Regions from separate parts of the Mus musculus genome. Here all the other regions are linked to region 2. The links are chromatin contacts, called in public promoter capture Hi-C maps. All regions are on one chromosome and are shown on one strand. Each heading gives the region's core, a stretch centred on a gene start, on an enhancer-like site or on the middle of the called end of the contact. The rest is flanking DNA. Distances are from core to core; before and after follow the strand shown.

Evidence for each region. Promoter capture Hi-C pulls out the DNA fragments that hold promoters and counts their contacts.
Region 1: a promoter capture Hi-C map of fetal liver shows a contact between it and region 2, with 3 times the contacts expected there. The contact joins the promoter of Hacd3 here to the promoter of Plekho2 in region 2. A contact is called at or near these places in 2 of 39 promoter capture datasets (erythroid cells and fetal liver) and 2 of 115 datasets of contacts at active chromatin or transcription factors (memory CD8 T cells and microglia).
Region 3: a contact with region 2 is called in a promoter capture Hi-C map of erythroid cells, with 14 times the contacts expected there. The contact joins the promoter of Dennd4a here to the promoter of Plekho2 in region 2. A contact is called at or near these places in 2 of 39 promoter capture datasets (erythroid cells and pre-B cells) and 2 of 115 datasets of contacts at active chromatin or transcription factors (memory CD8 T cells and microglia).
Region 4: a contact with region 2 is called in a promoter capture Hi-C map of erythroid cells, with 32 times the contacts expected there. The contact joins the promoter of Herc1 here to the promoter of Plekho2 in region 2. A contact is called at or near these places in 5 of 39 promoter capture datasets (erythroid cells, liver, pre-B cells and 1 more), 2 of 115 datasets of contacts at active chromatin or transcription factors (fetal liver and memory CD8 T cells) and 1 of 9 other capture datasets (adipose tissue).
Region 5: a promoter capture Hi-C map of erythroid cells shows a contact between it and region 2, with 31 times the contacts expected there. The contact joins the promoter of Rab11a here to the promoter of Plekho2 in region 2. A contact is called at or near these places in 1 of 39 promoter capture datasets (erythroid cells) and 1 of 484 Hi-C or Micro-C datasets (CD8 T cells).
Region 6: a promoter capture Hi-C map of erythroid cells shows a contact between it and region 2, with 21 times the contacts expected there. The contact joins the promoter of Dapk2 here to the promoter of Plekho2 in region 2. A contact is called at or near these places in 1 of 39 promoter capture datasets (erythroid cells) and 2 of 115 datasets of contacts at active chromatin or transcription factors (bone marrow-derived macrophages and embryonic forebrain).

What each region holds. Positions count from the first base shown.
Region 1 is chr9:65,020,319-65,023,018 of GRCm38.p6, forward strand. It overlaps Hacd3 (3-hydroxyacyl-CoA dehydratase 3), which reads right to left and starts at 1,399. Exons shown (of 11, transcript NM_021345.2): 1 at 1,139-1,399. The coding sequence starts at 1,225.
Region 2 is chr9:65,578,650-65,581,392 of GRCm38.p6, forward strand. It overlaps Plekho2 (pleckstrin homology domain containing, family O member 2), which reads right to left and starts at 1,438. Exons shown (of 6, transcript NM_153119.3): 1 at 1,289-1,438. The coding sequence starts at 1,300.
Region 3 is chr9:64,809,433-64,812,286 of GRCm38.p6, forward strand. It overlaps Dennd4a (DENN/MADD domain containing 4A), which reads left to right and starts at 1,579. Exons shown (of 35, transcript NM_001162917.1): 1 at 1,579-1,588; 2 at 1,908-2,154. It overlaps Gm36459 (a long non-coding RNA gene), which reads right to left and starts at 1,983. Exons shown (of 3, transcript XR_379559.2): 1 at 1,895-1,983; 2 at 1,514-1,670.
Region 4 is chr9:66,349,140-66,351,839 of GRCm38.p6, forward strand. It overlaps Herc1 (HECT and RLD domain containing E3 ubiquitin protein ligase family member 1), which reads left to right and starts at 1,311. Exons shown (of 78, transcript NM_145617.3): 1 at 1,311-1,482. Gm30447 reads right to left here. Exons shown (of 2, transcript XM_006511600.4): 1 at 1,482-2,700; 2 at 1,186-1,379. The coding sequence starts at 1,932. The coding sequence ends at 1,204.
Region 5 is chr9:64,736,280-64,739,097 of GRCm38.p6, forward strand. Rab11a (RAB11A, member RAS oncogene family) reads right to left here and starts at 1,477. Exons shown (of 5, transcript NM_017382.5): 1 at 1,305-1,477. The coding sequence starts at 1,344. n-TQctg9 (a tRNA gene) reads left to right here and starts at 1,767; the gene lies at 1,767-1,838.
Region 6 is chr9:66,156,836-66,159,586 of GRCm38.p6, forward strand. Dapk2 (death-associated protein kinase 2) reads left to right here and starts at 1,391. Exons shown (of 12, transcript NM_010019.3): 1 at 1,391-1,505.

The sequences.
Region 1 (2,700 bases), core at 149-2,648, 560 kb before region 2:
CACTCAGGAGGCAGAGGCTGGCAGATCTCTGTGAGTTCCAGGCCAGCCTTGGTCTACATAGTAAGTTCCAGGCCAGCCATAACTATATAGCATGACTGTCTCCAAAATACAAAAATAAAAATTAAAAACAAAAACTTTTTTTTCTATTTTAGCAAAGAATCTTGTAGCAGAGTAGAGAACAATAGCACAGAGAATTATTCATCCTATTCTAGAGTAGCATTTATTCGGGTTTGCTTACACCTTAAATGAAATTTACTGCTTACTCAAAGACATTCTGGCCAGTATTAGCTTCATCGTTCACAAGGGGAAATTATTTACATTCCAGAAGCAAAGATTAGACTCAAGTGGACATGGGCACCTAGACCCTGCAAGAAAATAGACCAGATGAATTGATGAATTCAGACAGGTATCTAACTGCGAGCAAGAAACAGTTCAGAGGAATGAAGATTACAATACCATGGATGTCAAGGAGACTAGGGAAAGAACATTCCAGACCAAAACCACTCGCTTCACACAGAATACTGGATGGTCTGGTTAGAGACATGGGAAGTTCCCAGGGATTTGATTTGCTCACATTAATAGGTAAACGTGGTGAAATGAATACTTAATGTCACACGATAATTTCTTTACGCAACTTGCTAAGGCTGAGCTCGCAGCCTTAAAGAGAGGATGGAAATCATTTCCTTGGTGAGCGGAGGTGTGGTGTAGATTTCTATCACTGAACGGTTGGGGGGTTGCCCCCCGCCCAGCCCAGCGACGGGCCTTGAGAAGGTCAATGGGCCGCCCGGACTAAACCTCAGAGGCCAGCGCTGACGTCCTGCTACCGCACAACAGGCCACTGTCAAGCCGCACTTTAGACCCACGGAGCTCATCCCACAATTCAGAGGGCCTTAGGCAACCCGAAGGCCAGCCGCCGGCTTCCAGGACTCTGCTGAGGCTCCCCAGGGCGCCTACCAGGAACAAAGGGGATACCGGGGCCAAGCGCAGAACGCCGGACGGCACCTGCAGCCCCTAAGGGAGACCGGGGCGCTCCACTCGCGGTTCCTGCTGGCGCACTGCAGGAGCGCAAACGCACAGGGCGGCCGACGGGGACCGGGGGGCCCCCGATCCTGCGCGCAGCCCGCAGCCCGGCCTTTACCTGCACGTCACTCAGCTCCACGCGCAGATACAGCTCGCGGTGTCGCTGAGCCCAGTAGACATGCGGCGTCAGCACTTGAGTCTCCATGGCCCACGCTGTCCGGGGGAGCGGGGAGGCTCGGCTTGCTGCGCCTCGTTACCTCGGCCTGTGAGCCGCTGGAGCTAGCAGAACGCAGGCCTCAGACCCGCACGCTCCGCAGCCCGCAGCCCGGCTGTCTCGAGATAACCCACGCTCGCGGCTCGCGCTTGCGCAGTGAGGACCGGGGCGGGAGGGCGGGGCGAACCCAGCGAGGGAGAGGACGGGGCGGGACGTGGGAGAGGCTAGCGGCTGCGCCACGTGATCAGCGGCTCAGTGGCCTTCGGATCAGAGGCTTTTGAGCTCCTCGCTTACCTCCTGTGGCGCTTCAGAGAGGTCCTTGCACAAGAACATGAAAGTGAGAGGCTCTAATCTACAAAGAAAGGGCGGATTGGCGGCGTATGAAGAGGCTTGTGTGCAAGGATCCCTTCCAAGTTTTTTTGTATGATCGCAGCGTTTAGTGAGAACCCACTTCCTCCCTGGGCTTCAAGGCCACACACAGAAAGACAGATGAGCCATTCAAGACATACATTGGTGTTGCTTTTTTTTTTTCTTCCTTCCTTCCTTTCTTTCTTCTTTCTGTCTGTCTTACTATGTAGCTCTAGGTGACCTGAAATTCACTTGGTAGACCAGATCCAGGGACCTGTCGTCTGCTTTTGCCTCCCTTGTGATTTAAAGGTGTGCAACACCTCCCCTGGCCTCAGGCTTCCTGTTTTAAGAGAGATGGTTTCCATTCACTGCCCAACAAACAGAACAGCCCATTCGTTATAGCTATCTACATGAACTAATAAGCAAACAAACAAATCAGTTCCTTGGCATCCCTAGCCCCGTCCTGAGCATTTGAGGACCTGGATGCTGCAGACAGGCACTCTACTATAACCTCAGCTCCTTGTAGTGTCATCATCTGTTTCTAAGTTTTTCTGTAAAGGAGCACAGCTATTATGGGCCCATTTCCAGGGAAATCAATAAGGAGACAGAGACAGAGAGACAGAGATTAGTAAGAGGACTAGAGGACTAGAGGACTATAGCCTAGTCGGTAGTGGGTTTGATCCCCAATAGCACATAAATCAGGACTAGTGGTGAACACCTGTAATCTCAGCACTTGAGATGTTCAGAAGTGCAAAGTCATCCTTAGTTACGTACTGAGTTCAAGGCCAACCTGAACAAACAAAGGAAAGGGAAATAAAGTAGAGTTTATCATCCAGGCTAAAAAGTACACGGTGGTGGGGCAGGGTGAGGGAGACTAGAAGGCAAGGCCAGGGGCAGGGGGATGGGAATAAGGCTTTTATGATGATGTCAGTCAAATGAAAAAGAAACCACACTGTCCTCTCTAGAGACTGCCCCCCCCCCTCCTAGCCCTGTTTGGCTCAGGGCCATGTCTCCCTTCTCAGAGATCAGTCATTACTCCTGCAGAAAGCTTTCATTTGGTCCTTGACACTGATAAAGGCTATTGCCAGGACGTACGCCTAGTTTCTGCTGTTGGCAAG
Region 2 (2,743 bases), core at 188-2,687:
ACTTTAATGACCCAGATACTTCAGGAGTTTTTGATATCTGGGAGTCACAAAGTAGCCATGTTAGAGATTAGGGACCAGAGGGAGAACAGGGCTGACTTTGCTGAGCCCAGGAAGCCCCAGGAGAACTTCCTTTAACTGGGGACCAAAGCAGATCAGGAGATGGAGTAATTCTGACCCACATCCTCTGGGAGCACGGGGAGGGGCTTTGGACAGAGAGCACAGCCATTGCAGGAGTGGAACCGAGGGCAGGCAGCCGCCATGACAGCAAGGAAAGAAACCACAGCAAAACATAGTGGCCTGACTTTGACCCCTACCTGTACCCACTCTGAGTGCAGGGACCACAGTTAGGTCTAGCGGAGGAGGGTAGGCCCTGTGTTTCATAGAAGAGGAAACCCGGGCTGAGAGGGGAAGTGACTTATCTACCACCTCACAGAAACTCGGGGTCTAGCCTAGAGGGAACAGCCAGCCTTGCAGTGACTCCAGGAAATACGCAAGTGCTCACTGACAGGAATACGGATGGCTGAGCTCACTGAAGGCTCCCCAGCTGGCCTGGGTGGCTACAGGAGGGAAGGCTTCATCTTCTTCCCCGCCCTTCAAGGGATAAGAATGTCTTCTTACTCGTGCAATAAGTGACTGCTGTATACTGAATACTTGGATAACGAGAATGTGGCCAAAATCTAGTTTGTATGCAGAGGGCAGAGGAGGCCCAAGGGACGTTGCTGATCCAGTCCTTGCTACCGGGAGACTCAGTTGACCTGACCCTTCAACTAACATCCTCTGATAGACACAGCTCAAGAGCACTGGGAACTCTGAGATATTTACACAAGGAAGACAAAAGCAATTTCTTCGTTCCTGCCATCAGGCTCCGTTACAATCTCAGATTTCTTGAAAACAGTGACCCAGGACCCTGAAGAACTTCCCTCCCCTAACACACACCTCAGAAGCAGACCTGGCTGAGGCAGGCAAAGAAAGCCAAGAAAGGGTGTAACGGGATTCAAGCACAGCAACCCTGTCTACTTTCAGCAAGTCACCCAACTCTCCAGAGCCTCAGTCTCCCCATCAATCCAATGGGAACCATGACAGGCACTGTTTCCAGTTGGTAAGAAACGCCCAAAACATAACTGAGGATGCTGTCGGCGGGATGCAGACGAGACCTCCATCCCGCCCCTACCCCATTGGTCCAGGTTCTGCTTGAAGGGAAGGACTGTGCAGAAAGACCCGTGGAAGTAGGACGGGCAGCACCCGAGCCCAGCACTCTTGTTCCGTCTGGCCCAGCCCTCGCCCTCACCTCCTCCTCCATGGCGAGTTTGCAAGGTCCGGCGGCTTCGCCGCTTACTGCTGCCCGCGTTGCGCGGGCTCCGCTTGCTCCATCTACGCGCAGCCGGGCGGCGGCTTGCTGTCTTCTGTCCCGCCGGGCGCCCGGGGCCCAAGAAACTTCGGGGGGCGGGGCTGGAGCCGGGGAGGGGCTTCCGGGGGCTGGGGGCGGGGCCAGGGAGGGATACAGCGGCCTCCAAGCCCCCGCCCGCAGCTGGGTGAGGAGCATGGCCGGGTGGGGGGTTCAGGGGCGGGGCCAGGGCGGATCCTGGGCGGGGCCTGTCTTCAGCTCCGGGAATGGACGGAAGAACCTAGGCGGAGCTGAAGTAGCAGGAAGAGGGCGGAGAGAGGTTTCCCGGACCAAAGCAGGGAGAAGGACTGGGAGGGGGTAGAGGCTAGGGAGGTGGGGGATACGGAGGGGGAGGGGGCTTCCGGCCCAGAGGCGGAGGCGAGGGATGCTGGCGGGGTGGGGCAGGGCGGGGGCGGGGCGGGGCGGGGCGGGGGCGCGGCTGACCAAGCAAGCCCGGGAGGCAGTGGGTAGCTGATGCCTTTGAGGTTGCCTAACCCAGTGGGCCTGGGTTGCGGGGGACTGGATCCAGCTGCCAGGGCAGTTCAGAAATGAGTACACAAAGAGGCTCGTCCCCTTTCTTCCCCCAATTTGAAGTAGTGGCTATGGTCTTCGGTCTGTGGAACTTCAGGGTGGGGCCGGCCATGAGCTTGGAATTTATGACCAGAATCAAGTTTGGACTCGGTTCCTTAATAGAGGGTCTCTGAAATCCCAAACTCTGTGCTCTCCTTTCCCTCGTTCAACCCCTTTCTGGTTCTCATGTTGTGAGCCGACTCCATCACCCTAACTCCCTTCGGCCCTGACCTGACCACGTTGCTAGAGAGTGAAGAAACCCTTTAAGTTCTACCATGTACTTTTATTTTTATTTTGAAGAAACAGGCTCGGAGAGTGACTGTCACAGCCAAACCTCCAGCATCCCGCGCGCGCGCGCACACACACACACACACACACACACACACACACTATCTTTCCTAGTCAGGTGTGCTGCATGCTACAGCACCCAGAATTTTGTGCTTGTGGGATAGATTAATGATGATCTGTTTTGACTCTGGGTGACCTAACCTCAGCTACATCAGTTGACCAAACTTCTCTTTCACTGCCCTCTGCTGGCCTTTGGGCTCAGGTCCTTTTCAGTTCAACGTGAAAGAGGATGGAACACACTGCCCCTCGTGCCTGGAACTGGTCCTTACACCTAAAGGGTGGAGAGGGGTTGTGAGATGACCTATTGGTTAGGAACACTTGCTGCTCTTCCAGAGGACCTGGCTTTGATTCTCAGCACCCACATCGTGGCTCACAACTGTCTGGAACTCCAGTTCCAGACGATCCGAGGTTCTCTTCTGGCTTCCTCGTGTACCAGGGATG
Region 3 (2,854 bases), core at 329-2,828, 770 kb before region 2:
ATAGACTCTCTCTAGCAATCACTGATTGGCAGATAGCTATGCCCTCACATTGGAGAGGAAAACATCATGGCTGACGTCAGTAGGGAGGATGGTTAAAAGACTTCAGTTTTTGCCAGGCAGAGGTGGTGCACGCCTTTAGTCCCAGCACTTGGGAGGCAGAGGCAGGCGGGTTTCTGAGTTTGAGGCCAGTCTGGTCTACAGAGTGAGTTCCAGGACAGCCAGGACTGAACAGAGAAACCCTGTCCCGGAAAAGCAAAACAAAAAAAAAAAAAGGGGGGGGGGAGGGTGTGGGGATCAACAATGGTATTATTTAATAATTTTCAGTGAAATTAGTGTATTTTTATCTACACAATATAATGTGATGCCCACACATTTTTTAAACAATTTGAACTATATTTGGTGAACTCAGTGTTGAAGAGACTCAAACTTAGATTTAAAAAAAAAAAAACAAACCCTCTCAATCAGGTTCTCTGGTCCATATGTTGTCTAGAATATAAATATAGATGCCATTCTTCAAGTACCACTCACTGTTCCCAGCTGCTTTGTTCCCTACTTGCCATTCAGTGGCTTCGGCCTGCAGTTAGAATTAAGGATAGTCTTGTATTTCTAGGCCCTATACAACGGAGCTCTCAACTCCCTCTCTAATCTAATGGAAGGCTTCTCCAGGCAAAATACATTTCTCATCAACACAGATTCCTCGCAGTTCTAAAAGCCAAGCTCCTCCCTATTGCAGGTTCTCTGCATGATCTTTTTGCTTTACTCAATTCTCTGGGGCCTTTCTTCCATTACTGGCTTCTTCCTGCACTTCAGAGAGGCACAGCCTTGATCACTCTGGTTTCAAAAACCACCCTGTTATCTGCTACCTAGAATTCTTCCTAGAACTTTTATGTTTCTTCTCCAAGCATTAAATATATTTGGTTGTTGTTGTTGTTGTTGTTGTTGTTGAGCTTCTCCCACTAGACCTCAACTCCCTCAAAGCAGACCTTTTCTGGTTCCCTGACTGTTGTGTGTCAGCCCTGCTGGGTTTTCCAACAATATTGTCTGGATGAATGAGTCCAAGAGAAGGAGTGGAGGTATAAAATAAAACTGTAATCTCGGTTGGCAATAAAGATGAAGCCTGTTTTGCATAGATTAACTTCAACCTAGAGGAATTTTTTTTTAAAAGGTCCTATTTCTTCCTTCATTTGTTCATAGAATTCCAGCTAACATTATTCAATACTTTTTAGGCATACACTTTACATTTCTGAGTAACTCTGTAGAGGTAATCAACCTTTATTATCCACATTTTTCAAAGGCATCTTGCCAATAGCCATTAACAGTAGACCTGCAGTCTAGTTTAAGTAGGCCATATCCAATTAATCAATGTAATGGACACCCTTTCAATCAACAATAGCTGTTTTATCAACGCGCTTTTCAGAGAACCCCTCTGAATTCCCCCTTTTCCCTGACCTCTGTCTCGGGACTGAAAGCTACTGGTGGTTGCTAACCGCTTAGGGGGTTTTCTGCAGAATACCAGTGACTTTGGTGGGCGGATCTCAGCTCAGACCACTGCACCAAGCAGCAGTGCCGGGAAGGAAGAAGCAGGTCTGTTGGCCATAGCTGGATGCTTGTGAAAGAGGAAGGTACAGTGCGCCTTGTTCTTACTCGCCAGGGGCTCGGAATCTCCCAACCTGAAGGGGAACCACGACGCGTTTCCCCAGCTACACTCGCCGTCACCAGCCAGCCCGGCCCCACCCCGCCCACAGCCCCACCCAGCGGCCCGCCCACTTGCGGGACCCTTGTTAGTCCCCTCCCCCCACGACCCACCCCCTAGCTCGGCCCATTCCTGCCCCTCGGGTCAGATTCGGCCTGTGATTGGTTTTTGTTGCCATAGTCCCCGCCCCCATGTCTTTACCGTCACTCCCAAGATGGCGCCGGCCGCGGCGGGTTCGGCGGCTGGTGCTGAGGAAGGAGGCGGAGGCTTTGGCGACCGCGCGGGGAGGGGGAGTCCCGTCTGACTGAGACGGCTGGGCGGAGCGCCGGGCCGGGAGATGAGCTAAGCTGGCTGCAAGCGCCGCGACATTCAGCCCCCTCGTGTCCCGCCCGCCGCGCATGAGGGGATCAGACTCTGCATCTCAGGCTCTTCCCGGTGCTCGCGCGGGGGCCGGCGGGGAGGTGAGTGGCGGGGGCGGCGGCGTGGGCATCGGTGGCATAGGGAGCTGTCACGGCCCTGAGGAGGTGACTGGCAGGGGGACGCCGAGCCGGGTGATAGGACTTGGAGGGCCGCTAGGCGCGGGCAGCTGCTAGGAGGGGCTCTGGCCGTCCCGGAGGATGGCGAGATGCTGTCGATGGCGTTCGCGCGCCTCCGTGTGGGAACGAGCGCGGGACACCGGGGGGGTCCCTCCGGACTGGCCATTTGGTGCTGGCCTGGGGCTGTTGTTGTTGGGGTGATGGGGCGGGGGCGGACGGTGGGGAGGTCCTGAAGCTGGGATTTTGACAAGCTCGTTACGTAAGGTTGCTTCCCGGAATCCCACCTGCTCTGGGTTTCAAACCCGCGGCGGGGGCTGCTTTCCCGCGGCTGTTCAGTCCAGATGCCGGGGCCCGGCTGGGGCTCAGGTTCCACGTGAGCCCGGCCAGCGTCCAAGTTGACCAGTGTGTGTGTGTGTGTGTGTGTGTGTGTGTGTGTGTGTGTGTGTGTGTGTGTCTGTGCACACGCGCGCGCAATTCTTGGTCATCACCACTCCTTTTGAAGTTTATCTCTTTCTAGAGGGGAAAGACGAAGGAGGGGGCAGGGGGAGAAGGGGCAAAAAAGCTTGTGACCTAGAATTGGGTCGCAGCGACATCTCTTTTATGGTGCTTTTAAATGACAGGACGT
Region 4 (2,700 bases), core at 61-2,560, 770 kb after region 2:
ATAACTAATATTCTAAATGAACAGATTAGGAACTGAGGTCCAGGGAAGCCAAGCAAGCCATTCCAAGTCACACACAAAGCTGAGAGTAGCTTTTGTCTTAGGCTAAATTTGTATGATACACATTTCCAATTGAACCAAAGGGGAGGAACTCAGTATGTGGACCAAACTGGCCTCAAGCTCACAGAGATTGCCACCCCACCCAGCTGCTTATACCATGTATGTTTATGTCTTTAGCACAAGAATTTTTTAAAAAGATTTTATTTATAACGTCCCCCCTTCCCCAAAAGCCTTTAGTCCCAGCACTCTGGAGCAGAATCAGGAAAAAGCCTGGTCTTCAGAGAGTTCCAGGACAGCCAGGGCGATGCAGAGAAACCCTGTCTTGAAAACAAAAACAAATTCATGTGTATGTGTGGGTATGTTAACGCGAGTGCAGGTTCTTGTAGCGTTCAGAAGTGAGTGTTGAAGTTACAAGTGGTTTTGGACATCCTGAAGTGAAGTGAAGCCAAGTCACTCTGTAAGAGATAGCCCTCTTAACCGCTCTCTCTCCAGAAAAACCTTTTGCTGAAGGTGGCTACAGTGGTGAGATTGGGAGTCCTTAAGTACAGAGGCATTCAACAATATCAATTCAACATTTGAGCGCCTACATCTATGCTAGACGTTGGGCTAGATGACCAAGTTAGTGTTCTTCCTCAGAGTGCATCACTGTATAGGTCAGGGTCAAGACCTGTACTAAAGGTCAATCCTCCCGTGTTCCTCAGACAGGGCAGAAGTTGGTCAACTTAAACACTTGCTTGGGCGTAAACTTAACCAGCCACAAGGTTAAGGGCAGACTGTGATGGGAGATAAAGGGAGTAGAGCGCCCGGCAAGCAGCCGAGATAAAGGGGTGTGGCCGGCCGCAGCTTTTTCTCTCGGTCCTCGGCAGCCCCGAGGCCTCGGCAGCATTCGGACCCCGATCCTCTTGCAGACTGTCCCGTACTCATCCTGAACACATCCACGCTCGCCTGATCCTTCAGCGCCCTTTGTGAAATGCCCCCAATTGATAGTTCCCTACGGGCACACGTGACTCCGCGAGGACCCAGCGGTTAAGAGACATGGGGCGGTAGAGTGTCCCCAGTACCCTCACAGGAAGGGTCTCCCGGCCGGCGATGTACTCATCGCTTTCCCATCACTGCCTAAGCCGGCATCTTCTCTCCCTTTTCCTCTCAGGTTGCCTCCCACCTCCCGCGCGAGGCCCGGAGGAGGCAGGACCAGCGCTTCTGATCTCGCGAGAGTTCCCTCATAAGTCCCGCGAGACTCGCCTGCCGCTGCCGCTGCCGCCGTCGCTGCCGCCGCTGCCGCCGCCGCCTCTTACGTCTTTCCCTTTGACAAGTCGCCGCCGCTGCAGCAAAAATATAAAGGACGCGGCTAGCGCGGCCGCTGGCCAGCCGGGTGCCGGGTGCTGGAGCCGCACCCCATCGCCGCCAGCTCCCGACCCACGTACGGTAGGTAACACGTTCTCTTTCGCCATCGTGACCTCCCGAGTGTGTGATCGGCTGGCCCGGCCGAGCCGCTCGGGGCCGTTCCGGGGCCGCCCGCCGAGCGGGACTGCTGGCTCCGGGTGGACGGCGGGCGGAGGCCCGAGGAACCCCTGGCCCCCTGGAAGCCTGTTGGAAGCCGAGCCACCTGCCGGAGGGAGGGACCCGCCCCTGAATAAGCTTGCAGTCTGCGCCCCTCAGCGCCTCAGGGGTCGCGTCTGTGACCTTCTCCCCTTTATCCGCTATCGAGCGCGTCTCTCTTAGCTGGGACTGGGACTGGGGAGCGGCTCTCCCATCTCTTCCTCTTGAGGAGAGTCGCGACTCCGGTGCTCCCTGTCGCCGGCCGACTTCGGAGGGGTGGAGGTTGAGACCGTGCGTCTTTCTCCTCGTCTGCGCTTTTGGGTGGGGGCTGCTCATCCTTTCGGTAAACCTTTCTCTGAATCTCTCTTCGGATAAAATAACAATTTCTAAAGCCCTTGCTACCTGGAGCGGAGACGAGGCGACAGTTGTGTAGTCTCCAGGGTGAGAGGTGGATGGTGGTGATGACAGGAGCTAACCCTGGGAACAGTGATGGGTGGCAGGTTCCCAGGAGACACGAGGACAGAAGCTTGGTACCTACCTCTCCCAGGAGGTTATGTAAAGACGCGATGTATGTATGTATGTATGTATGTATGTACTATGCATGCATGTGTATGGTAGCTGTGAAGCACAGGGACAAAAATCTCCATTTGCGTTAGTTTTAAAAATGTGTGTAATACCTTGAAGGTGTATAGGTAATCAAGAGTGATAAATTCCAACGAATTAATAACCCATCTCCAGAGATAGCATTTCACTGTTAATATTTTGATATATTTCTAACAGACTCTTTTGTTTTTTAAGAGTACCTAGCTTGTCCTTGAATGGTACTTCCTTATTTTATGTATGTTCCCAAAATGATTTGTTTTATTTGAACCATTCCTTTGGCCCACTTGATTAAGCCGGGTTACTTGTTCATTATCATTGGCTGTTCCCAGCCGTCACCATATTTCATTGTGTCTTCTTTCAAAATGATTGTTGCTCAAATAGCTTTAAAAGTCAAACCTTAACATTGTTCTTTTTGGATATAATATCTGAGTTATTTTTATAGTTTTTCTTTTTTTGTGTGATGAGTCCTCTAAATCGGGCCGGTGTTTATATAAAGAAAAG
Region 5 (2,818 bases), core at 227-2,726, 840 kb before region 2:
ACACTCACCATGCTTAACACTCTTGAAACTCCACCCTCCCCAGAAAAGCTTTAAAAGCAAGGGCTTCTTCCTCACTGGCAATGATCTTTGTTCAACAAATTACTGATGGCTGCCCTTCTAATTCAGGAGCAGAGCAAGGCTACGAAAGTGAGAGCGCATTCATGAACAAAAAAAGCGTTCACTGTACTCTCTCGTCACTGAGAACTGTATCCTTTCACTTCAGCTTCTTCGCGGACTCAACCCATAAGCAAGTCTCTATTTACATTCTTCCCTGTTCTGTCCACCGGCTCCACATTTCCCCCCATCCTGTAATAAATTCTTGATTTCACTAAAAGGGCACGCTAGCACTATAACCCTCTCTCACTGTTTGGGAAAGGTATGTGACCAACCAGGGTTCTTCCCTTCCTGTCGGATCCTCCCAGTATTGCAGCAGGAAGCAACCAGTCCACAGTGATAAGCTCGCTAGTATTTGTGCAGCGCACAACCTTTCCTGTTCGGGAACTGGGCCTTCAGGTCTGGCAGGGATAACAGCCACCACCCATCCGCAGCCCCTTCTCGAAAGCCAAGTAAAAGGAGTTATCCCGGTCTGGTTGTAGCTAGGCAGGGACAGAGATGAAAAGGGGGGGAAAAAAAAAAAAAAAGAAAAACGCGAGGTGGGAAGTCATCTGCTTGCCTGGACACTGCGACAAGTGCATGAACGCCAGGAGTGATGGACAGCCCCTCTTGCCCTCCCCTTCTCTCCCTCCCACCAGCCAGGTCGCTCCGGAGTGCTAAACATTAGTTGCCCGTCTGTGGGGAGGGAGGGGACAGTCCGCGGGTACTGACCTCGAGGTCTGCGGGGATGGGGGTGGGGGCCCGGGGACGGGCGAATCTGGCCGAAGCCCAGGAAAAGGCTCACGAGGAGGGAAGGGAAGAAAAGGGAAACGAACAGAAAAGAGAAAAAGCAACACCCCCGCCCCCCGAGCCAGTGGGTGTCCCGATATGGGTGCTCAGCCCAGGCAGGGGCCTGTCAGAGGGGGGACGTGAGACGAGCAGCAGCATCCAAGAGGAGGGGCTCGAGACGCCCAGGGAAGGAACTGCACGGCCGTGAGGGACGCAGCCATCGGGGAGGACATACAGAGAGGGGCGCCGCGGCTCGTCAGGCCTCCCAAGGGCGCGGGAACCCGGACGAGCGGCGGGACCCCCGACGGGGCGGCAGGAAGGAAGCGCCGAGGCGGACTCCGACCAGGGCAGGGCTGGCCCTGCGCGGGTCCCCCGGGAGTGTCTCGGGCCCCAAATGGGCTCTCGCTGGCCCACGGCCTCACCTTTAAAGAGGTAGTCGTACTCGTCGTCGCGGGTGCCCATGGCGCGGCCGAGGAGCTGAGGGGCGGGAGCGGCGGTGGCAACGGCGGCGGGACCAGGGGGCGTCGCTGCAGGGGTAACCCGAGCGAGCGAGGAGCTTCAGCTGCCGGACCCGGTGACGAGCCCCGCCCTGTATGCGTCACTTCCGGAAGGCCCCAGCCCCTCGCAGAAAGTACTTCCGGAGAGATGGCACCCCGCCCATAAGCTAGGCAGGGTGGAATGCGCAGGAGTGGACACCACATTCTCACCCGGCTTTGGGAAGGCATACAGGAAAAACAATCCTAAAATGGTCCTTGGAGCCTTTGGCTTGTTCTTCTCCCCAATCATTCAGAGAAGCGAAGTGTAAATCTTTTAGTATCTGGCTTCCGGTTGGGGGCGGAGTTTTGTCAGCATTAGAGACCCGAAGGCACTGCTGCCTCCGTGCTGGTTCCATGGTGTAATGGTTAGCACTCTGGACTCTGAATCCAGCGATCCGAGTTCAAATCTCGGTGGAACCTGCTCCCTTTTCTTCATACTTTTAACTCATATTGATTGTATTCTTTAGCTCATATTGAATAATAGAATAACCTTGTTATATCTGCTCTTGGATTGAACCACAGGTAGCCTTTACCTATGAAGACTACACTAATCAATCTTGTCAATTCAGTAGTATCTGATCTTCATGGAGACCTATTGAACTCTTTGGTTTTTCTTAGCCTTGGAGAAAGTTTGTTACTTGATTCCTTTTGCTGGAATTTTATACCCTCAGCTTCAGTTAAGGATAGGCACTCCTCACCCACTCAATCTCTCCACAAATCTATTGCACTATCTCCAGATGTCATTAAGAGAACTTCGCCCACCCTTTCTCATAAAGATTCAAGATCTTGAGTCCTATTTTCTGGCCTTCGAGCTAAGCCCGATTAAATAAATTTTAACACAAGAAGAATGGCAATTCCCATGTTAGCAAATATCAGTGTTAAGACTCAAGAAATTTGCCACAGCATCTCCTAATAATTTTGTTCTTGTTGTTTGAGGTGGTTTCACTCCCCCTCTGTACCCCAGAATATAGCTCAGGCTGGCCCTGCTGTCCTCCTCTGCCCCTTCCCACCTCCACCTCCGTCCACACAGAGGCATAGTCATCTAATAATTCCTGGGAAACAGATGTTTGTCATTCAGCCTACAGATGGAATTCAAATTGCTAATCAACTGACCTTAAGCAGAGATGTTATTTTTTTATTATCTGAATAAGCTCAGGGTTGTCCTTAAGGTCTTTCCAAAGTTGGAAGGAGGATTGTCAGCAGGGACGAGATGTTCTTCCAGACAGCCACCAGCAAGTCTGAGGAGTTCCCTTATCTATTAGGGACCTGGATTCGGAGAAAAACTGATTCTTGACTTTGCTGCAGCAAAACATTTCAGGATGAACCAATATGTGAGACAATCAGACTTTATTAGAAGAGATTTTTAATATAGATTCTAAGCTATATACTTAAGAGGAAGT
Region 6 (2,751 bases), core at 141-2,640, 580 kb after region 2:
ATGAGAGAGTTGGGCGGTACTCAGTGGCATTTTCAGGGTTCCTGGTGTTGAAAAGGCTGAGGGGTAGTGTGCTCCTTGGGCACATTTCACATGTCACCCTCCGCCAGTGCTACTCAGGACTTCACTGGAAGCTACCAGAAGGGTTGTTGTTCCCACTTTCTGGTGGCTGACCACACATGGATGATAGGGCAGGACTTTGGACTACACCCATGACTCAGAATCTTACATCCTTAGCTCTAGGGAGGATCCCTAAGGGGGGATCTGTGCTACTTTTCTTGTTGCTGTGAGAAAGTACTCAAGGGGTGGGGGAGGCAACTCAAGAACGGGCTCACAGTTAGAAGGTATAGGGTATAGTCCATCATGGCAGCAGGAGCGTGGCGCAGCTGGGTACATTGTGCCCAGCCTCAGGAAGGGGGGGGAGGGGAAGGGGAGGGGGAGGGAGAGAGAAATATGAGGTGAATCCTGGTTCTCTGTTCACAGAGAGCCCTCTAAACTGCACAGATCTGAAAGGTCACACGCAAAGGTCTGGGATCTTCCCGGAGGCTGTCCCAGATATTGCAGCAATGGTCAGAGAAGAGCAGCCCTCACTAGCCAGTTTCTCCTCACCGATTTTTTTTTTTTAATTCCTGGACCCCAGCCCGTGGACCATTGCTGTGCACATCTAGGGCTGGTCTCACTAAAGCTCTGGAAACACAATCTAGAAATTCCTATAGGCATACCCAGAGGTTTATCTCCTGATTGTAAATCCAGTCACATTGACAGTGTTAGCTGTCACAGTGACTTAGGGCTGGAGGCTCTAGGTGGCCATCCTTAAAATGTCTCTGGTCTTGAATGGAGACCATTGAACTTCAGTTTTGTTTCCAGCCACCAACGCTACCACTGATATTTTCTCCTTCTGATAATTTGCAAAAGGAAGGGAGAATCAACTCCCAAGTCCTTCATTAAGACAGGCTTAATGGTGATACACGGACTACACTCAAGAATGGTGCCAGGGTTGGCGTGGTAATAGGCAAATATGGGCAGTCTTCAAGCTGGGCCGGGAATGAGTGGGGCACATGAGAGCTTCCTACCCTTGTGTGGAGCGAGGTCCCCAGAGAATCTGATCAGTCAGGGTGTGCGTGGGTGGGGACGAAGGGCAGAGAAATTCTGTTTTCTGGCAATTGTGCTGGGTTGTGAAGTGCGTTGATCATTAGCTTACTCAAGTTGATTCGTTCCAGGTGGCACAGCATGTGAGAGACAGGGCGGGAAGGGACGAGCATCCAAGTCCTCACCTCGGGGCGGTCCCGCGGGGGTTCCAGCAGGGGGCGCCCCGAGCTCCGGGCCGAGTGTCCGGGCGCGCCTCCAGCCGGCGCCTGGGACCGGGCTGGCCGCTCCGCCCCCTCTGCTCCTCGGCGGCTCTGCGGGCGGACGCCGGGCGCAGGGAGCAGAGCAGAGCGGAGCGCCGCGCACCCCGCCGCGCCCCGGTGCACGTCCAGCTCTCCGCACATGCAGCGCAGCCTTTCGCCGTGAGTAGCGCCCGGGCCGCGGGATTCGACGGCAGCAGTGGCTGGGGTGGTCGGGCATTGCCTGTCTAGGATATAGCCGTTCTGTGGTTTGTGCGCTGGGACGGCACCCGGAGGCCAGTCTGCAGGCTACTACTACCTCGGGGTGCCTCCTAAGCTTGACACTCTGGTCCCAGAGACGGGATGGGGATTGACGGACAGAGGCCTGACATCTGGGCAGGAGAATGGAAACAACCATGCATCAAGTTTGGCCCCCTCAAAAGTCCCCAATAGGAGAGAAACAAGCCCAGCCTCTGTGGGCTCACACCTCCTCCTCCCCGCCTCAGCCCGGGAGGTTGCTTCCTGTGAAATGAACCTCCAGTGTGGCCTAACAGCTGCGGGCAGGTGGAGGGACACTCCCTGGTTCCCTGTCATCTAAAGGTAGCTGGGGGCAGCTCTTTTGGTTTCTGACACTAGTTCCCAACTAACTGGCTTGGCATCCTAGGGGAATTTTGTTGACTAAAAGTGGCTGGTACCTTGACTGCTTCAGAGTTGGGTTCAAAGCCCTCCCTGTCTCCACCTGCCCGCCGGTTAAGTTTTTGGCATCTAAAGTCATGGTATTGATAGACCAGTAGCTGTCTTTGGAGGCTTGACTGAAGTGTCAGGAATGGGTGGGTATCTGTTGCCCCGGGACAACAAACTACCTGCTGGAGGGAATAAACCAGCCAACCCTGACAGCTTCTCTAGAGCCTTCTATTCTGTTAGATGTGGGGGGCAAACAGTCCGGCTGCCCAAAGAAGCTGAACCTTTTATTAAAAGACTGAGTTTTTCTCATGTCAACTCAGGGAGGTGGCTGACCTTCTGAGCCCCAACATCCTTATCAGGGATCATCCAAAGGGGTTCTGTGATGCTAGAGTCTCCTCCCTTCTGCTGGCACTGCTGGCAGTTTCCCCAGACCTGAGTCTGAGGATTCTTCATGTGTGTGTGTATGTGCGCACGTGTTCCAAACCACTGCCTGTCCCTGCCAAACTTGGGCACCTTCTCCTTGGAACTGTTCTCCCAGAAGCCACTGGCTTTCCAGTCCTGAGCCATCCATGGAGGAGTTGTGTGGGTATCAAGAGAAGCCCTGGGAAGTTTGATGGCCTAGCTGTGCCATGGTGGAAAGGTCCCTTTCCCTCTCTGGACCTCAGATTTCTCCTTTTGTCTAACAAGTGACTTAGACCCGATCCCAGTGGGTTCAGACTTTTGTTTCAATGTTAAGTTTTTACCC